Linked DNA regions of Mus musculus: region 1 is linked to region 2. The links are chromatin contacts, called in public Hi-C maps. All regions are on one chromosome and are shown on one strand. The core of a region is the stretch at or near the end of the contact, and the rest is flanking DNA. Distances in the headings are between cores, read along the strand shown.

Region 1 (4,806 bases), core at 1,652-4,151, 70 kb after region 2:
GATTTATAAAGGTGTCTTTGTAAGTCTGTCACTCTTCTCAGGATTTCTGCTTTCATTTAAGTGTTGTTACTATGGCAGAGTATTCATAATTTATACCATCTTGAACATTTTTACATGAACACTCCAGTGGAATTAACATTCCCTATGTTGAGCAAACAGTGCTAGCATCCACTTTCAGAGTTTCTCATCTTGCAAAATTGAAACTTTGTACCTACTGAATGGCAGCTACTTATTGCCCCATTGGCCTCAAACCTTAGTTCCCAGTCTTCATTCTGGCTCTCAGAATTTGACTACTCTTAAATTTGCTGCACTAGTGAAGTCATACAGTATTTCTCCTTTTGTGACATGGCTTGTTTCACTTAGCATATTTTCATAGTCATTTGTATTGTAATTTGTGTTAGAAATTCATTTCTTTTGGTGGTTGAATAATGTGAGAGAAAGAAAGAAAATGTTAGATATACCACATTGTTTTAATTTATGGCTATCCATTCATTGTTGATTGACTTTTGGGTTGTTTCCACCTACATTCACTCAATTTTTGTCCTCTACAGTTATCTTTTTTTTTTTTTTGAGATATGACATCATTTTATTTTATTTTGACATTCCCTTTTTTTATTAATTATTTTCTTCATTTACATTTCAAATGCTATCCACAAAGCTCCCTATACCCTCCCCCCAACCCCACCCTGCTCCCCAATCCACCCACTCTGGTCTCCTGGCCCTGGCATTCCCCTATACTGGGGCATAGAACTTTCCCAAGACCAAGAGTCTCTCCTCCCATTGATGGCCGACTAGGCCATCCTCTGCTACATATGCAACTAGAGACACAGCTTTGGGAGGTACTGGTTAGTTCATATTGTTGTTCCTCCTATCGGGCTGCAGACCCCTTTAGCTCCTTGGGTACTTTCTCTAGCTCCTTCATTAGAGGACCTGTGTTCTATCCAATAGATGACTGTTAGCATCCAGTTCTGTATTTGCCAAACACTGGCATAGCCTCACAAGAGAGAGCTATATCAGGGTCCTGTCAGTAAAATCTTTCTGGCATATGCAATAGTATCTGGGTTTGGTGGTTGTATATGGGAGGGATCCCCGGGTGGGGCAGTCTCTGGATGGTCCTTCCTTCCATCTCAGCTCCAAACTTTGTCTCTGTAACTCCTTCCATAGGTAATTTGTTCCCCATTCTTAGAAGGAGTGAAGTATCCACACTTTGGTCTTCCTTCTTCTTGAGTTTCATGTGTTTTACAAATTGTATCTTGGGTATTCTAAGCTTCTGGGCTAATATCCACTTATCAGTGAGTGCATTATCATGTGTGTTCTTTTGTGATTGGGTACCTCATTCAGGATGATATCCTCCAGATCCATCCATTTGCCTAAGAATTTCATGAATTCATTGTTTTTAATTGCTGAGTAGTACTCCATTGTGTAAATGTATCACATTTTCTGTATCCATTCCTCTGTTGAGGGACATCTGGGTTCTTTCCAGGAAAATCAAATAACCCTATTTTAAAAATGGGGTACACAGAAACAAAGAATTCTCTGAGGAATACGGAATGTCTGAGAAGCACTTAAAGAAATGTTCAACATCCTTAATCATCAGGGAAATGCAAATCAAAACAGCCCTGAGATTCCACCTCACACCAGTCAGAATGGCTAAGATCAAAAATTCATGTGACAGCAGATGCTGTCGAGGATGTGGAGAAAGAAGAGCACTCCTCCATTGTTGGTGGGATTGCAAGCTGTTACAACCACTCTGGAAATCAGTCTGGCGGTTCCTCGGAAAATTGGACATAGTACTACTGGAAGATCCAGCAATTCCTATCCTGGGCATATACCCAGAAGATGTTCCAACTGGTAATAAGGACACATGTTCCACTATGTTCATAGCAGCCTTATTTATCATAGCCAGAAGCTCTACAGTTATCTTACATCCTTGAAAAATCAGCATGATAATATTTTTAAAGTTAAATTTTAGGACTGTGTTGTTTGATTTATTAAAGTTGGTTTTCTTTGCTCTAGAAGGGACAATTCTAAGGTTCTGAAGTGTATGGAACAGTTGATGTGTAGTTTTTGTATGTTTTGATTCTTTGAGCTCTCTTAAGTAATTTTCCCTTACATATAAGAAAACATTTTTTAAACCATTTTAAAAAATCAGCTCTGTTTTGTATTTGCTTTGTTAACATGTAATTTATGCTAAACTCCCACATACTTTCAATTTTCTAAAGTACCCTAGAGAAGCATTTGAAACTTGCTTCACTACTCTCTGTTGGAAGAGACTTTCTGTGATGGTTTTGTATGTTCTGAACCTGTCCTTTGAAAATGTTGAGGATGTTGTGGATAATGATCTGATGCTAATATATGGATAGAGCAGAGGCAAGAATCCAATTGGAGTTAGCCTTCCATATTTTCCTCCACTCTCTCTTTCTTATTGGAGTCTTTTTATATAACAGAAGGATAGGGCTGAGAGTAGGAGGATCAAGCTCCTGAGGTCATTTGGTCCGATCTCAATTATTTCCACTGACATTTTAGAATCTGCTGTACTGGAGCATTGCTGTTCTTTATGGATGAAGACACCGAAACTTGTGAGCTGCAAGTTATTTCCACACTGTCGCATATTCACAGCAAAGACTATGCTTGACGTAGGCTTTACCTATTCCAGGGGAGAATTGCCCTTACACTAAAATATTAAGTTCACTCCCATTCTTCAACGAATCTCCACCTCAGGACTCTAATTTTGTGATTGTGAAATATCCTAAGAGCATTTTGTCTTTGAAAATGAGCCAGAACTTGGAGGGTTAACAAAAAATGAAACAGTGAGTGGGGAGTTCTTTTCTCCTCTCCTCAACTAAAGGGCTGCTGGGCTATTTCACTTGCACCACATGTGTTCCATTACGGTATAATGATGTAATTACCAGTAATACTGCTTCTGCTTGAGTAGTGATGGAGAGGCAGCATTAAGGAAAAGACCAGCCCAGTTCTCTCCTAAGAGCCCACTTCAGTCTATTAGATTGAAGATGCTGGAAGGCGAATGGCTTCAGCAGAGGAAAAGGTCAGATTTAAAAGCTTTTCTGGGCTTGGCATTTATTATTGCCTTTTTGACCTTCAGAAAAGTCCCTTGTGTGTTTGTCCTTGATTTTTGCCTTTCCCATTAGTACTTGAAAGCTGTATTGCTGGCCAGACCCAGTCTTTGGCATAGGTAGTTTACTCTGTAGTGTTGTTATTCAAGAAGACATAGCCCCCATCCAGATCAGATCACCTGTTCAGTTACCTTTCCTGACTCTCTTCTAGTGTATTCTTCACACTCTTATTTTATTTATCAGCAACACACACACACCTCTACCTCCACAGACATAATTAGAATATAAAATAAAAAAGATGGGGCACTCCTTAGAATTGGGAACAAAACACCCATGGAAGGAGTTACAGAGACAAAGTTTGGAGCTGAGATGAAAGGATGGACCATGTAGAGACTGCCATATCCAGGGATCCACCCCATAATCAGCATCCAAACGCTGACACCATTGCATACACTAGCAAGATTTTATCGAAAGGACCCAGATGTAGCTGTCTCTTGTGAGACTATGCCGGGGCCTAGCAAACACAGAAGTGGATGCTCACAGTCAGCTAATGGATGGATCACAGGGCTCCCAATGGAGGAGCTAGAGAAAGAACCCAAGGAGCTAAAGGGATCTTCAACCCTATAGGTGGAACAACATTATGAACTAACCAGTACCCCGGAGCTCTTGACTCTAGCTGCATATGTATCAAAAGATGGCCTAGTCGGCCATCACTGGAAAGAGAGGCCCATTGGACTTACAAACTTTATATGCCCCAGAACAGGGGAACGCCAGGGCCAAAAAGGGGGAGTGGGCGGGTAGGGGAGTGGGGGTGGGTGGGTATGGGGGACTTTTGGTATAGCATTGGAAATGTAAATGAGCTAAATACCTAATAAAAATGGAAAAAAAAGATGGGGCACGTTGTGCAAATCACTTAACCTTCCTATAAACTTCCTTGAAAGCATGGCTCCTGCTACCTGATGATTATGAGGAGTTATTAATGGTCTCTGGAACATAACAGACCTTCTACATTATTTCCCCCATTAGAGAGTTGCTGTCATTCTTTCAACAATATCCAGGCCCAGGCTCTAGAAGAACACAAGCAAATTTCACTTATTTCAGCTCTTCTCATAGTGCCAGCTTGAGGTTAAAAGCAACCAGGTCACATATGATCATATTAGAAATGAGAGAAACTCAGGCTAAGCCTGGGATGCTGGGTCATAAAATGTCAGGAATGAGAGACTTTAGTGTGTTTTACCTCTCTCTCTAGAGATTCAGTTGCATATCAGTGTTTTTCTATGTTAGTTTCAGGTGCTGTTTGGATTCGCAAGATTCCTTATTTTAATTCAGACCTAGACTCTCTAACACAGAGGCCATGAATAATTATTTAAATTTTACTAAATGAAAACTAAATAAAATTAAAAATTTCCTTTCTCAATTGCACTGGCTACACTCCAAGTGCTATGTACATGTATGTGCCTAGTTGCAACTATATTAGATATCTCAGATAAAAGCATTTTCATTACTGCAGAAAGTTTAGTTGAATAAATCTGAGTTTGAATCAATAGTCCTTAAACTTTAGCATGAATTGTTTCAGCTAGATGACTTGATTTAAAAAAAAAAAATGTGGGCCCTATTCTTCATGGTTTTTATTTAGTTGGTACATTTAGGGCTGGAGACCTAGCGTTTAAGTGCTATCCACGATGATGGGCCCAGGACCGTGCACTGAGAACCTCTGACCTGGAGTAAAGAA
Region 2 (4,498 bases), core at 1,813-4,312:
TGAAGGGAAGAAAAGGCAGAAACATCCAACCCCACTAGCAGGCCAACGACTGACGTCAAGCCTCGTGAGAATGGTTTTTAATCACTCCAGCCTGGTGTGCAGTTGAGGACAGCTCTTTCCAGCTCTCTCAACCCATTCCTGGGATCCTTCCACCAGCCATGCACCTGCTGCTGGCCACAAATCCTCAGCTTTGAGACAGGCACGAATGCAGGCTGCCTCCCATAACATTCAAAGCCACACTCACCCATTAGAGCCCAGGCTTTGTGGAGGAGATGGCAACAAGGCATAGGTGGTGTCTGCCCACCCCTACCCCCCACAACACACACACACAATGTGTGCTTGTTTTAAATCTCTGCATGACAACCTCCCCTAAAATGTTCATTTCCTGGGAACTTAATGGGAATATGGGATTAATGTCCCAAAGAACTCTTGGGGCTGGCTATTAATTCCTCTTAGGAAATACCAGTGGTCTTTAATCAAAATTGCCTAAATTACAATCTAGCGAAGCATGTCCTTGCAGGGCTTAGGGGTCGGTGTCATTTTAACTATTTCCAATAGATGGCGCCCATCTTCACGTTAATAAATCATTCACATAATTTGTTTTCCAGTTTTTTCTAGGGAGATGGGGGGCTGGGGACACAACAGCGAATGGAGAGGACATAGTGAAAGTCCAGACAGGAACATTCTGTCCAAGGGCTGTCTCCAGGCCTCACGCACTTCTGAGAGTCTGAAGACAGAGCCAGGGAGCCCAACAACAGTCATGCTCCCTGTGTGCAGCTAGCACCTCTGGGCACCCACTAATAAGGACAGACAATGAAAGTCAGGGCAGAAGAGCAGGGGCACTATGTGTAGCCCCTGCTGAGTTTTGGAGAAGGATTGGGACATTCTGAAGATTCCCCAAACCGGAGCTCTGTAACTGTTATATTTCAAGACCCTTTCTGTTTTTGATCACATAACACCAGACTGCCAATTTCATGAACTTAAAAATAACAACCCGTCTTTGCTAAACAAAACCAACCCAGACTAATAGTTGATGAGTCTCCCCGCCTGTGTCTTAAATCTCACAATTCTCGGATTAGTATTCCCGCTCTCCTAGGAGAGGGTAGGGCATATGTCTGCTTGACTTCCATCACAACCCTAGGTGCAGCCAGTCTTTGCAGATTTCTCAGGCTGCAATCCTGGAGATTTGGCACCAGGACTCAAATGTGAATGGAATCAGGGTTGCTTTGTTGTGACTGGGAGTCACTGCCTCCTGGTTGACTTGGCAGACTAAGTATTTTGATATTTATGTCTCACAAAGTGTTTAAGGTCCTGGGAGCCAGAGGTTTTAAAATGGCCATAATTCTAGTGGTGGCTTAAGAATCCCTAAATTAAAAAGTCAAGGGTGATTATGGTCCCAGATACAGCCTAAGCATTCTAGCTTCATGTTCTGTGGAGCTACTCTGGATACTTGAAGGTCAGTGGAATGGGTCAAAGGTCCCTTCATCTCTCAGAGTGACTAGAATTGCTAAGCACAGGTAGGAATCAGCTTTTATAATTGAAATGGTTAAAGATTCCCCAATCCAAACAAAATCTGTTAGACTAAAAGATGTCCAACTATCTAAAATAACTAGCTTTGGTGCACCCAGAGAGAAGACTAAAATAATCCAGAAAACAAAGGTTATGCTGAGGCATTGCAAGATGCTGCCTCTCCGGTTCATGCATCAACCACACAACTCCCTGTTGATAAAGTGGGTTACTAAGCAACTTCATGAGAAACTAGAAGGGAACCTACCTTTTAAATGCTGTTTGGAAAGGTACTTTGTGAGTTAAAAAAAGAACTCTTACCAAAGGTTTTGGTTTTGCTTTTCTTTTTCCTCCACTTTCCCCCTGGAGCACTGGTGTTGGGTGTTTGCTTCCTGGTCCTTTATCTCAACCCTCTCAGCACAAGCCAGTGAGAAAAAGATCTCTATATTCACATTTATATAGGAGAGATCTCTTATAAAGTCAATGAGTGGAAACTCTGGACATTTTTATCACAATTTCTTGTTCTTTTATACCTCCTTGTTTTCCAATTCATTGTGTTCTGCAAAACTTACAGTTTCCTTTTACTGGATTCAGTTTTCCCAGAGGCACTATGGGAGAGCGCCAGCTGGACTTTGTTTCTCAGCAATAAGATCTAGTCCCGTCCAGTCCCCCCACACCCCCCCCCCAAGCACCCTTTGATCTACAGACATTACTGCAGTAATGTCACTCTGGGAAAAAAAAAAAAAAACAGGAGAGAAGATTCCCCTCCCCTCCTCCCAAAACACCTGGATTAGAAAGGCCTGCATTGTGTCAGCTGTGTGGCTTCAGGCTATCTGTAAAATGGGTATAATTATGACCTATCCAATTTGTAAGGCAGTGAAGATAATCGCTGTGGAAGGTGAATGCAGTAAGCTCCCAGCACACAGTATGTCTGTTTGCTGCTTCTCTGGCCTAGAGATGTGAGAGTTAACTTACAGTGAAGCAGGACTCATTTCAGCCAGAATCGGACTTACTGAAACCTGAAACTGTGGGAATGGACAGGAAACCGGAGCAGTCCTTGGATCTCTGTCCTACTCTTCCACGACGCTGGGGAAGAGGGGTTGAGCATAGGCTCAACGTTCGACCTAGGGTGGATAGCCTCTGGCCTTCCCTCACCCTAGCACCGGCACCACCCAGAGGTCTTCACGACCCCGCCTGCAGCTCCAGGCTTAGAGGGGGGAAAAAACCAACAACAGCCACCAAGACCCTGAGGACGCAGCTGCTGGCGACAGCTCGTCTCACGGCCTCCGGGCCTGTGGGGTCCAGGCTAACTGGCCTCTGCGCCGGCTGCCCTCGGGGACCTCGCGGGGCTGTGGGCGTGGCGAGCGCCCGCCTGCTGAGGCGCCCTGGTGGGGCTGTGTGTGTGTGTGTGTGCGCGCGCGCGCGCGCGGCCGGAGGGCGGGGGGGGGGGGTGGAACTCGAGCGCGCGCAGGCAGCCGGGCCCGCGCGCCTCACTGCCTCGTCCTCGCCCCGGGGCTGCCGGGCCCCTCCCCTCCCCCGCGAGCCGCGCACCGGCAGCCGGCTGACCCAGCAGCCCGCGCCCGCGCCCTTGTCCGCGCGAGCCGGCGGCGGGCTCCAGTTTAGCCGGCGACATGAGCGGCGGCGGCGGCGACGACGTGGTGTGTACCGGCTGGCTGAGGAAATCGCCTCCCGAGAAGAAGTTGAGGCGCTATGTGAGTGAGGCGAGCGGGCGAGCGGGCGCGGCCCGGCGGGAGGGCGGCCGGGGGCTGTCCCGCGGCCTCGGAGATGGGGGCGCTGAGAGAGGCCGGGCGCGGCGAGCCGGGGCCCCGCGGCCTCCGAGGGCGAGAGCGGCGGGCGCGAGTGGGGCGCCTCACACCTGTCACAGGTGCGCCGCCGAGGGGCGGGGCGCAGGTCGGGGCTGCGGCTGCCGCCTGCCTCCCCGAGAACTCCTCGCTCGCCGAGCCGAAGTTTGGAGCGATTGTTCCGGGCGACCGGGAGAGTAAAACGCCCGGGGCCGAAGGAGCCGAGTCGCCCCGATCGGGAGGGTAGGCTGAGGGGCCGCGCGGCCCCGGGCCCACAAAGGGCGAGGCGCCGGCGCCCCTCTCCCGGTCCCTTTCTCTGTCCGCCCCTCCCCGGTGGCCGCCTTGCTTCCTTCCAGTCTGCGGCCACTACATCACGGGCAGCGTCAGCGGCATGTGCAGCGCTTGTATTAAGTGACTCATTTGTTTGTCCCCCTTCTTTCCCATTATTCCGAATGTTTCTCACATACCCCCCCCCCCCACACACACACACCGCGGTCCTCCGCCCCACGGGGTGACACTGCAGTTTGGTCCTCAATAACTGGCCAGAGTTTTGTGTCGTCTGGTGTCTGGGGTCTGAAGATGTGGCTCTGAATTGCTAGGTGGTGCGAGCTGGCTGTGTGTAGTGAAATTGGTGGGACGGGCCGTCCCCTCTACGTGAGAAACTGGCAGTTGGGGTCGGGGCACCCACTTCTTGTCTACCGAGCTCAGAGAACAAAATGGTGCCAGGATCCGAGATTGGGGTAGTCTGAGGAGTTTAGAAACGGAAAGTCCGTTAAAGGAGTGCAGGTCCTCCCATCTTCTCGCTCTCCACTTGCCAAGAATCGTCCTTGTTCTGCTGCCTGGGAGTGCTGGACTCTGAGAAATCACTCCCACAGCCTGGAAGTGAGCGGTCGCTTCCAGCTGCAGTGCATCAAGGGAGCTCCCAACAGACCCTGCCCTCTGTCAGCTGCACTAGTGGCTGGCCATGGGGGACAGAAGCTTACCAGAGTTTCCTGTCTCTACTCCCCAGATCAGAATCAAGGGACTTCTGGCCTCTGGACTGAGGAAGTGACATTCTGTTTTTCAAAGGAAGTGTTGTTGGGGAGTGCAAGTGTGTCAATGAAACCAGGCTCTGACTTAGGTCACTTGCTTGCTGGGAAGAGGGGGCAGGGGGAAGGGCAGGGAATCTAAGGATTTAGTGCATGCCTTTT

The links. A called contact is a pair of places that touch in the nucleus more often than the background predicts.
Region 1: a contact with region 2 is called in a Hi-C map of the N1E-115 cell line, with 4 times the contacts expected there. The contact joins the enhancer-like site here to the promoter of Gab2 in region 2. A contact is called at or near these places in 1 of 15 datasets of contacts at CTCF or cohesin (the NIH/3T3 cell line), 4 of 484 Hi-C or Micro-C datasets (the HPC-7 cell line, the N1E-115 cell line, adipose-derived mesenchymal stem cells and 1 more), 6 of 115 datasets of contacts at active chromatin or transcription factors (the 230-238 cell line, the HPC-7 cell line, bone marrow-derived macrophages and 3 more) and 1 of 9 other capture datasets (adipose tissue).

The regions. Positions count from the first base shown.
Region 1 is chr7:97,148,375-97,153,180 of GRCm38.p6, forward strand. All of the region lies in intron 1 of Gab2 (growth factor receptor bound protein 2-associated protein 2), which reads left to right. Among named protein-coding and RNA genes, the nearest start is that of Gab2, 69 kb to the left of the region's middle. Within about 2 kb of position 2,902, at least 10 of the 459 cell types and tissues checked have an H3K27ac peak or open chromatin away from gene starts, as enhancers often do. A contact at or near this core is called in the N1E-115 cell line, where this site is marked.
Region 2 is chr7:97,078,689-97,083,186 of GRCm38.p6, forward strand. It overlaps Gab2 (growth factor receptor bound protein 2-associated protein 2), which reads left to right and starts at 3,063. Exons shown (of 10, transcript NM_010248.2): 1 at 3,063-3,218. The coding sequence starts at 3,138.